2 separate regions of the Danio rerio genome follow, and region 1 is linked to region 2. The links are chromatin contacts, called in public Micro-C maps. All regions are on one chromosome and are shown on one strand. The core of a region is the stretch at or near the end of the contact, and the rest is flanking DNA. Distances in the headings are between cores, read along the strand shown.

Region 1 (6,011 bases), core at 3,149-5,648, 45 kb before region 2:
AATAGATACCCAAATATGCAAAAGTGGGCCACCAGATTTGAAGATAAGGTCATCACGCACATGGGGTATTTTTTTTTTAAATGGTCAAGTACATAATGCATACCAAAGATCAAATACTGCATTCATTCCACCACATAGTCAGATCAGATGAAGTCACAGCACATAAAAGAAAAAAAAATAAATGTTTCAAAGTAATGTAAAAACTTCAAAAAGACTTTTACGTGCGGTTCTAAATAATCAGATGAAAGCTGGTTAAACCAATTAAAGCAAGACAATTTCAGTCAGGGTTTGATTCATCCAAACACTATCAGATGATACGGCACTGCCGAACTCTTTCACTTCGGGAATGATAAGACAAGCATCAGACAGAGCCAGTGACAAGCCTCCTCGACTTCATCTTCAAAATCAGCCTCCATGAGATTCTAACGCCCTCAGTGAGAGGTAATATAAGGGCCCCAAACAACTAAGCCATTAAGTTTTTATCTCCTCTGGCTCTGGCTTAGGCCCTCCTCAGTCGTTTACCTGCATCACTCAAACACCTCCAGCTTATCTGAAGCGCCTTCGCTTTGCGTGCCGCTGCCTCAGTAATCACCGGTAGCTACGTTCAGTAGCTCAGTAAGCTTCTTACGCCCTTCCCCTCCAGATTAACCGTTAGAGGCGGCAACAGACGCGCTCAGTTCAGATAAAAGAACACAGCACCTGTGTGGACAAATACTGCAAGCAGCCAACCACTAGCCAGCATGGTGAGTGCACACACACACACACAATGCACTAAGCTGATTGTTCTAACTGTGGTGGAAGATATCAAAAAGAGATACGAAGCTCCATACATCAGCTATTAATATTACTGATTAACTTTAGGATATGATCCCTGTCCGTGACATTGCCAACAGAGCAACAAAAAAAATCTGCAAAAATGCCCTCTAGAGAGATGAATCTTTCAACTACTCCCAATTTCTTTCTGACCTTCACGGACACTGAACTAGTTTTGTCTACTACATGATCGATGAAGCGTCCTGGAAAAGTGAAAATAAGGAGCGTGCCGTGTATTCTGCACGCACATCTGCTACAGACAATCTGTGACCTTACATTGCAGCTCGGAGTCAAACAAACCAAAACAATCAATTGCAACCATTTCACATTTCCTTGTACTGGGTCTTTATTTACTTTCTGAGAAACAACCGTGACAACACTGACAGCAAGTCACTGTCCTTCTTAACATTTCTAATGCAGTTCAGAGAAAAATGCATCAAACCATGTAATTCATCAGCAATGGTGTGTCATTCACCACATAAAATTGCAAAAAGTTTTTTTTGTGTGTTTTACATGTGGCATTTTCAGCATGACAATGTTCAAACTTTGTAATTCTGTAGTGTTAATAAAATGTTTTAAGGGATAGTTCATCAACAAATGACAATTTCAGTATTATTTAATCACTTATTATTGATTGATCACTGTGTGGAAAAAATAGGCAATCAATAGTGAGTATGAACTGCTGACATATTTTAAAAAAAGAGTCGAACAGATGAGAAACTTCCATTTTTGAGTGAACTATACCTTAAAGTCATGTATAAAAGAGAAAGTTATCGACACATATAGTAGTCAAAATTTAAAGTGGATCAAAAATGTTTTTTTAAGTGTCCAAAGACAAGAAAGGCTGTTGTGCAGTAGTTGATAAAAGGTGATGATCCACTTCAAATGTTGACAACTGTATCTGAAGTACTACAATAAACATAGAAGTAACATCAGCCAATCTAAATAGCACACTTACCACAGGAGATGAAATTCTACAGCCGGGACAGTCACAGATAGGCGGATGTACTTGTAAGATTCCTTTGGACATAAGTGTCTTCAGACTTTTCCCTAAAAAATAAAACTTCCTTTTAGATTTGTGTGGGTGTATACGCACACATGCAGAACAAAATGAAGATTATCATTTAAATACAATCATTTCAGCTTACCATAATGCAGCAAACTTTCTTTTCAAAATAGTCTATCATGAATAGACCTGCTTCTTATCACTCAAAGCAACTAAACGCACCCCTCCACTGACTACTTTAACAGCTCCTGCAGTCGTCCACCCATCTGTCAAACTCATCCGCAGGACACTAACGATCTCCACCAAAAGTGTCTTTAAAGGACATTCATTTTATTTACAGCAAGTGACCAAAAGTCATACCTAGAGTGCAGATGCACAAAATTAGTCTGTTAACCAAAATAAATGAACCTGAAAAGAGACTTGAAACCTTTGCAAATAAACTCAAGTGACCTGTAATACTTCAAATGAGCTGGTAAATCAGCCCAAAGTTATGCAACATACTGTAACATTACAAAATATAGTGTTTTTCAACTTTAAATCCATATATACACAATTGCAGCTTCATATGATAACGTGCCAATGTATCGTAATTCTGATGTACTGCACTTCATAACAAAAACTCAATGATATATAAATATATACTCTAATTCACTATGTTAACAATATAAAAATAGAGTCAAAAACTTAATATTATTCTAAACACAGATGTTTAGAGAGAAAGAAGGCAGATAAAGGATATAAACCTACTAAAAGTGAAAAATGAAGTTAAAATGCTGCCTTACAATTTGTGACAACCTGAATAACATTTTAACTGTACTTATCGACTACTAACCGATGAAGTAGAGAGTTATAACTTTAAAAAGTGATAAACTTAATAGACATGAGATGACCGTGACAAACTAGATTAGCCTATATGTAAATAAAGATGTCATTACGACACGGTTAATGATACAATGTAAAACACTGTTAAAGAGTAGGGATATCAGCTGAGCGTTAATACAAATGATATAAAATTTAAGTTTCAGACTTGATAACAGTGAATGCGGTTGAAATTTTAGTAAACAAAAGCTTAATCCACAACTGTTTGATAATGTGCCACGGTGACATAAACCTGATCTACTCTACTTCATTACAAAACCAGCTTTACGCGTCTAATTTATCCTCAAAAGATTTAACATGCTATTCAAAACATTGATTTTATTTAACACATACAAAATCCACGTGCGTCAAAACTATTGTTCACCTTTTTGTTCCAGCAGTGAGAATCCAAAGTCGTTCGACTCCAAGCAGAATGAGCTCTAGTTCCCAACGCACTAAAGTTACAGCAGTTGAGTAACCCACATTTCTATCCAGAAAAAAGCTCTTCTGTTAACCCAAGAAGAGGACTAAAGCTCAATTAACCCCCGTTTCAAAAGTAACATCCATGCGTGTGCACCCGGCAACTGACTTACCCTTGTGCCTGATACTGCGTTTCCAGTCTTTGGCTGTCTCTCTTCCACTGACAAACTGGAACTCGTTTGGGGTGAGCCACTCAGTCCGGTATTTGATGGAGGGCCCTTTGCTGCCCTGGCACAGTTTGTTAATGTACAGTAGTGCTTTGTTTTCCCCGCATTCCACTTCGATACAAGGCTCCCCGTTGTCGAAAAACGGCTGAAAGTCCGGGATAGACGAGAAGCTCTCCAGCATGAAGTCGTCCGGGTGGTGGTGAAGGTGCTGCTGATGCAGCGCGGTGTCGCGAAAGCCCAAGTACGCGCGCTGGTGATGGGCGAAAATGTGATCGTACGGCGGCGGATGAGGGGTCACCACGGGGATAGCGGTGGCATTTAAAGGGGCCAGGTATTCAGGCTGGTTGAAGGCGGCTAATGCCATGTCTTCTCCATCCAGTCTCTCCTTTTTGATGGCAGGCATGTTACCCGAAGCGGAGCGCCGGCAACGAGTGATTAGCAGTTCATGCGTCCCAACTTGTGTCCCTGTTCGCGGAGTTCCAGGCGCACCGGTGTGTTTACGCACGACTCCCGCGTCGCTGCCTGACAGCAGAGCGCTTAAGTTCAGCCATTCACCACTTCACTCTTCTCCTCAGTGCTCTGCTCGCATGACGGGTCTCCCCGCGCTCCTGCCCACCACATCTAATCGGACTAATGCCTGACATCTCCGCCAGATATTAGCGCTGCTGAGCGTGCTTTAATGATTGTTTATCCCGCGTTTCCTTTAAAATAATCGCTATGGCAACTCCGCTACGCTTATATCCTGCATCCACTCCGAGTTTATTTATGTCCAGGCACAACGCAGCTAGGGCTTTAACACATAAAAGCCCGTGTTTGTGTAGTGTAGATCACGTAAATGTTCAGTAGTATATGCACAGTGGGTAGGTAGTGAAACAGACTATCTTGGAGCATTTTCATATCTGACGAAGATAGAGACAATTATGCTATCTATGTGCGCCTTTTCGATTGCAAATGATGCCTGGCGCTAATGGGACTTTGGATTTTTTTCTCTCCCCTTCGTTTTTTAACCCCTAATACGTCGCTGAAGTCACGCTTTAGTTCACAGACCCAGACCAAACAAGATTTGCACTCTCCGCCGCTTCTCAAACTTGGCCCATTTAAACAGCGGAGGCAGCGCGAGCGCGAGCCCACTGAAGGGGGTCCGCGACGGACGAGCCCGCGTCACTGTTTCCAGTCACTGCAGAAAGTTCAGAGAAATAATTTCATTTAGGTTTTATTTTTCCATTCTTACACAACTATGTGGTTACATTTGTTTGGTTACTTGATTCTTTCTTGTTTAAAAAAATAAAAAACGATTGGTTGACTAATTGTACAAGCTACTCTATGCAGATAAAGGTCACTGTAAGTTATCTAACATGCAGTCCTGACCTGTAAACAGTGCATTATACATTATTTATAAAAAAGACAAAACATTTTGATACATTTCTTATTTTATTCTTGTCAGACATGTGGAGTAGATCACATTATATTAGTGTATCAATTCATGCTTCTCTTGCTGACTTGTTAGCCCATATTTTTATGGTGACAGTTGCTGGAAAGGCGATTTTAATACTTTAATCTGATATAATCTTAACCCTGTGTATAATAATAGATATTATATAATAATTGTAAGAACTTCACAGCACAAATACTTAAAGATAGAAAATGTGGCTATAAACCGTTCTGTATTTAATGAAAATAAAGCCACATATATTTTTTAAATTAATATTTTTTACGTTTTGAAAGAGATCTCTTCTGCTCCCCAAGGCTGCAATTTATTATTATGATGATGATGGTGATTATTATTATTATTAATTCATTTATTAATTTTATTTATTTATTTATTTTTTTGTTTAGTCCCAATAATAATCAGGGGTTGCCACAGCAGAATGAACCGCCAACTTATCCAGCATATGTTTTACGCAGCGGATGCCCTTCCATCTGCAACCCAACAATGGGAAATATTATTATTATTATTATTATTATTATTATTATTATTATTATTTATTTATTATTATTATTATTATTATTATTATTATTATCATTGTTCTGCTAAATACATTTTAATTTTCATTGTACTTTAATGAATACAAGCCTTTATTTGAAATACAATAATTTGCAACTTTATAAACTTTGAAGAAAAAAACAACTTCCCTTTTCTTTTTAATTTTTAAATGGTACTTTGGCACCATTATTAGGTATTATAATTGTATTATATTACAGTTTACATAAAAATAGTAAGCAGCACCTTTTTCTTCATAGTATCTTCCAGCATAAACCACGGCGAATGAAGTTCTGCACAAGACTTTTGGCCAGCGGAGAAATTAAAATGGTCGTGCCCAACTGAGTCTGGTTCTCTCAAGGTTTTTTTTCTTCACTCCCATCAGGTGAAGTTTTTTTTCCCTCTCCGCTGTCGCCACTGCCTCGCATGGTTCAGGATTGGTAGAGCTACGCATCGATGAATTTGCTCTTCAGTGTTTGAACTCTCAGTAATGATTAAATCACACTGAACTGAGCTAAACTGAACTGAACTGAACTTAAACACTAAAACCTGAACCACACTGTTCCAGTTACTGAACCACACTGTTCCAGTTACTATGACCATTTATGTAAAGCTGCTTTGACACAATCTACATTGTAAAAGCGCTATACAAATAAAGCTGAATTGAATTGAATTGAATATAATATAATATAATAATATACCAGCA
Region 2 (5,398 bases), core at 568-3,067:
GCATGCAAAAAAACTTAGCATTGTGCTAATTTAAAGGAAAAGCTTTTGATTTACACAATGACACTACAACAACACCCATTTTTTTAGACTGAGGAAGTGAAAACATTAGGTCCTACGAGCAGTTTTTTGGTTTATTATATTAATCTGATACATTATTATTCAGGAAATTGAATTGTTGTAATAATATTAATAATAATAATAATCAGCAAGAACATATTCAACTGATCAAAAGAGACAATAAATACTATAAAAGATATTTAGATTGTAAATAAATGCTGTTCTTTTGGACATGCTATTTTGCAAAAATGCCTGAACAAATGCAAAGCTTCCCCAAAAAAATATTAAGCGTCAAGTGTTTTCAGCACTGACAATAATTAAAATGGTTTGACAACCAAATCACAGTCTAAAAAAGATTTCTGCAGAATTCTGAAAAAATGAAGACTAGAGTAATGGCCATAATGGAAACGAATTACACTTTGAAATGTGTAAAATAGAAAATTATTATGTAAAGTTGTAACATTTCATAACTGTTCAGCAGTTCTCTTATAGAGAATACTGCAGTTTTTAAAGGAATACTGAAGTTTTAGTTAGCACCAAAAAACTGTTATTTGAGTATATTGCAGTATTACAATACAACCGAAGTACTACTACAGTACAACTACTGCAATAGTACTGAAGTGATGAAGTACTACAACTACTATAATGCAGTACTGCTACTGCAACACAACTACAGTACAACAACTACTTTCAGTTCTTAGTACTTTTAGTAGTTTACTACAGTGGACAAGGGTTTCCAAATAAGGTTTCAGTACTTCAGTTGTACTGCTGAAGGACTACCACAATATATTGTATTGCACTTTTCAGAAGTATAAGTAACTACAGCAATACATCAACAATACTGCAAGACATAATAAACCTAAAGTGCATGTTTAATACTTATTTATCTATGTGTAATAAATTATATAACATCACTATATTGTCTCTCTTAGTTTATTTAATGTTACTTCAGATGTACTGCATTTTACTGCGGTTGAACTTTATTGCATTGTAGTTGAACTGTGTGTATACCTCATTATACTACATTAATTTTGCAGTTTTATTGAATTTTGCCACAGTTATCCTTGTAGGTTACTGCTGTTGTACTATTTAGTTCACTGCAGTTGTTTTATTTTATTTTTATTTTTGCAAATAAACTCTTACAATTGTAATTAGAAAATTAATTAAATCCCAAAAAAAAAAAAAAAAAAACATCCCTGAAAAAAATATTTTTGGAAGATGCTGAAGAGCAAACCTCTTGGAACATAAGTGCAGTACAGTTCTTGGCATTGGCATATTGGACTACAGCAGTACAAGTGCAGTAAAGACGATGTTTACTTCTTTTTACTCCAGTTTACTGCAACTTATAATGCTGTTGAACTTCATTGTATTGCAATTTTGCAATTGTACTTAATTCTACTGCAATTATACTTCTATATACCCGTTTACTGCAGTTATGTTGTAGGGTTTTTAAATAAATCAAATAAATGAAAAATAAATAAATGAAAACAAATAAATGAAAATAACAGTGGGCTAGTTTTTAATGCTAATGTGCATGCTGTAGCAATGATCTCTTGTCTTAAATGATACGTGACCTAGTGTGTGTGTGAACTTCACACATGTGTGTGTTTGAGGTGAACGTGCTAAGGGTGAACATGTACAGGCATGGCATGCACAGATCCCCTTACTGCGAGACGCTGGCAGCATATACTTATATCTCTGGTTTCTGTGTGTGTGCGTGTGTGTGGCAAACTATATTAAATCCCTCTCGCAGCGGAGGTGTCGTGTTGCGGCTGCTGCTTTATAGCTGGTGCCGGAGCAGACTGGCGGCAAGAGCGGCGGCATTATCTGCATGCTGAGGAATGTCTCATGCCCCGTCATTTCCAGCAACCTCAGGTACAGCAGTTTAAAAGCACACGGAGGTGCACAACCAACTGGAATACACACTTCTAATGCAACTCATTACAGGTTCAGCCTGTCTTCTACCACCATTTATTGCTCAACATGATCATAACTACCATCATGTCATTTTGTCATATACAGTAGTCAACTTATGAAGTGGATCAAAGCCTTTTGCTCAAAACCTAAACGTTGTCCTAAAACTAGTGATCAACATCCATTCGTGTGTTGCTTTGGGCTATACAAAAAATAAAAAAAGAGCAAAGACCACCAGTTACAAGTTTAAGTTGACATAACAGCCTCACTGAGGAAGATATAAAGCGATTCGTTCAAAATATCTGAATCATTCAGTAATGAATCAAATGAGTGTCATTATGAATAGATTGTTGAATCAAGACTGTTTTAAAAAGACGTAACTTGATACATTAACCTCTTGTTTGTTTAACTGTTGTATAAAATCTGTTTTTTTTGTAATAGTTAAATAAACAGCACTCATTGCTTGTGTTAATTACTAATCTTTAGATTTTAAAGATATTTATAACTTATATTGCATGGGCATTCTAGAAGCATTTTAACATTTCTTCTGAAGTTAAATGCATTTGGGCTTATTTTATGTATGTATGTATTTATTTATTGTTTTTTTATTTGTTTGTTTGTTTGTTTGTTTTATTTAAAATATTTATTTAGTTATTTAGTTAGTTAGTTAGTTAGTTAGTTAGTTAGTTAGTTAGTTAGTTAGTTAGTTATGTTTTGCAACTTATCCAGCACACGTTTTATTCAGCGGACAAGCATACACTCTCATTCACACACATACCCTATGGCCAATTTAGCTTACCCAATACACTTATAGCGCATGTCTTTGGGCTTGTGGGGGAAACTGGAGTGAACATGGGGAGAACATGCAAACTCCACACAGAAGTGTTAACTGGCCCAGTGCTACCCACTGCGACACAGTGTCACCCCTATTTATGATACATGTATTTCCAATACTAAATAGTATTTTGTCATTTGTATTTGATAAGGTTGATGAAATGGATGAATACTTTGAATCAAAATACTGTAATGTCTTGTATTTTCGATGTTTCAAAATACTGTAAAATTATTTGCAATGAATCTACAGTTTATGGTGACATAAAAATGAGGCCTCTGGAATGAATCATTTTTAAGAAGGAGGTCAATGCTTGGAGTATGGATAGAAATTATACTTAAAAAAAGTAACAGACAAAGGCTGAGGGTATATTCAGGAGCATGTCTACAACCATTGGAAATAGCTACTGAGCAACGCTAAGACCATAAATATACATATACAAAGCGTTTACTTGCAAAATTAGATATTTTTGTCACTTTTAGATATCATATTTTATGTTGTGGAATTTTTAGAAGTTTTCAGAAATCAAGCTTTTACATTGAGTATAGAAGAGAACAAAAAATGTTAACACACTTCATATTCTGACAGCCTGTCACCCTTTTAAATCTTAGATTGTTCATAGGTTGAATAATCATTGAACAGAGATTATGAGAACTGTACTGGCCAGACAATGGATGGAAACATAATCAGCATATAGTACCATGTTCTGATTCAGTATCTGCATTAATCTATTTAAACCATAGGATGTCATCTTGAAGACAGCACTTTCTGTATGAAATTTGTGCAAACTTTATGCTAAACTCAAAGAGAAACACAAGTTACCATTTGATTAAAAGTCCAGCTCACTAACCATTAGGCCACAACTTCCCCTATAAGTGAACGAAATGGCAGAGAAAATGTTATCAAATATAGTTTACCAAGTAAGTTTAATGGTGAAGGGATTGGTCCAATAAGGCTATTGATGGAGGTTTTGGGAAATTTCCTTTTAATAGTATTGTGGATAGTACAAAAATATAGTATTTCATGTTGATACATTTGTGGCTGCTGTATTTATTTTGATACACTTAAAATCGCCGTATTTGGTATTTTATTTAAAAATACATATCAATGTATTTTTGCCCATGCCTGCCCCTAGCCCCTAACTTAACTTTACATTTTCAAAACAAAATTAAAGAAGATTTAGGGGAAAAGGGGATACAGATCACTCATTCATTCATTCATTCATTCATTTTCCTTTAGCTTAGTCTCTATTTCAGAGGTCACCACAGCAGAATGAACAACCAACTATTAAAGCATACATTTTACATAGCTGATGCCCTTCCAGCCGCAATCCAGTATTGGGAAACACCCATACTCACTCATTTACATACACATATACAACAGACAATTAAGTTAATTCAATTTGGACTGTGCAGAGCACCTGGAAGAAACCCACACGAACACGGGAAAACATGCAGACTGCACACAGAAATGCCGACTGGCCTAGTTGGGACTTGAACCAGCAACCTTCTTATTGTGAGGAGACAGTGCTAACCACTAAGCGTTTTCAGGCAGTATTAGTACTGAATTTTAGTAGGCCTTTTAGTACCATCTATAAAATCTTGTCTTCTTATTATAAGAACTGTTCACTAAAAGGTTCTGATGGAAGCCAAAGCTTTTAAGAGTCAAACAAAGATTGTGATTGGTTCAGAATATATTTAAAGAAAGCATAGGCAACATTTGTATCACTGGCAGATGAGAGCCCCTCCTGGTAGATGACTGAAATCTATAATGATGGCAATGACTGGCACATAGCATACATGTATGAATGATTAACAGAGACATCTGCCACTGCTGAATTATAGATCAGTCAAAGTCAGACATATGGGCTCAGACTCCCATGTGTTGGAGGTACAAAATGCTGCTTGTTATGACACTTACATTCACATAGTTTTCCAATTAAGTTGCATGTTCTTGTTATGGCTTTAATCAAAATATTTTTTGATATAATTTTTAAGTTTCCGATCAAGCTTTTCAAATTCTCAAACTTAACATTTGGGCACCAGTAGTTTCTGTTTATCTATTCGGAAGTGTTTTTTTTTTCTTTTTTTTTTATATAAATTAATCATTTTATTCAGCAAGGGCATATCAAATTAAATTGAAATTGACTTTGGCAAAAACTTTATGAATCTAGACATGGTCAAAAAGATCTGCTGAAGTTCATGTCATGGTAGTTGGTGCCAAAAGGGCTATTCTGAGGATTTCAGTAACTGTGGCTTTGCTAGGATTTAAAATAGACTAGTTCATGGTAACAAACATAGGCTAGAGTAGTTTGAGCTTATAGAGAGTAACCACTCCTTACAACTAAGGTCTTAAGAAGAGCATCTCTTAATGCACATCAAACCTTGAAGCAGGTGAGTTACAGCAGCAGAAGAGCTCATTAGTGTTTTCTTTTTAATATATTCATTTTATTCAGCAAGGGCGTATCAAAATTGACATTGGCAGAAACTTTATGAATCTACACATGGTCAAGAAGATCTGCAAGAGTTCATGTCATGGTACTTGGTGCCAAAAGAGCTGATTGGAGGATTTCAGAAACTGCCGCTTTGCTGGGAT

Evidence for each region. Hi-C and Micro-C count contacts between places; a contact is called where the count stands out from the background.
Region 1: a contact with region 2 is called in a Micro-C map of caudal fin, with 2.6 times the contacts expected there. The contact joins the promoter of samd11 here to the enhancer-like site in region 2. A contact is called at or near these places in 5 of 18 Hi-C or Micro-C datasets (caudal fin, embryo, fibroblasts and 2 more) and 2 of 4 datasets of contacts at active chromatin or transcription factors (caudal fin and embryo).

Annotation. Positions count from the first base shown.
Region 1 is chr23:25,957,583-25,963,593 of GRCz12tu, reverse strand. It overlaps samd11 (sterile alpha motif domain containing 11), which reads right to left and starts at 4,398. Exons shown (of 13, transcript XM_073938975.1): 1 at 3,271-4,398; 2 at 1,772-1,863. The coding sequence starts at 3,727. It overlaps LOC141380490 (a long non-coding RNA gene), which reads left to right and starts at 681. Exons shown (of 3, transcript XR_012398496.1): 1 at 681-743.
Region 2 is chr23:25,911,085-25,916,482 of GRCz12tu, reverse strand. All of the region lies in intron 2 of LOC101883493 (a long non-coding RNA gene), which reads right to left. Among named protein-coding and RNA genes, the nearest start is that of samd11, 45 kb to the left of the region's middle. Within about 2 kb of position 1,817, at least 14 of the 62 cell types and tissues checked have an H3K27ac peak or open chromatin away from gene starts, as enhancers often do. A contact at or near this core is called in caudal fin, where this site is marked.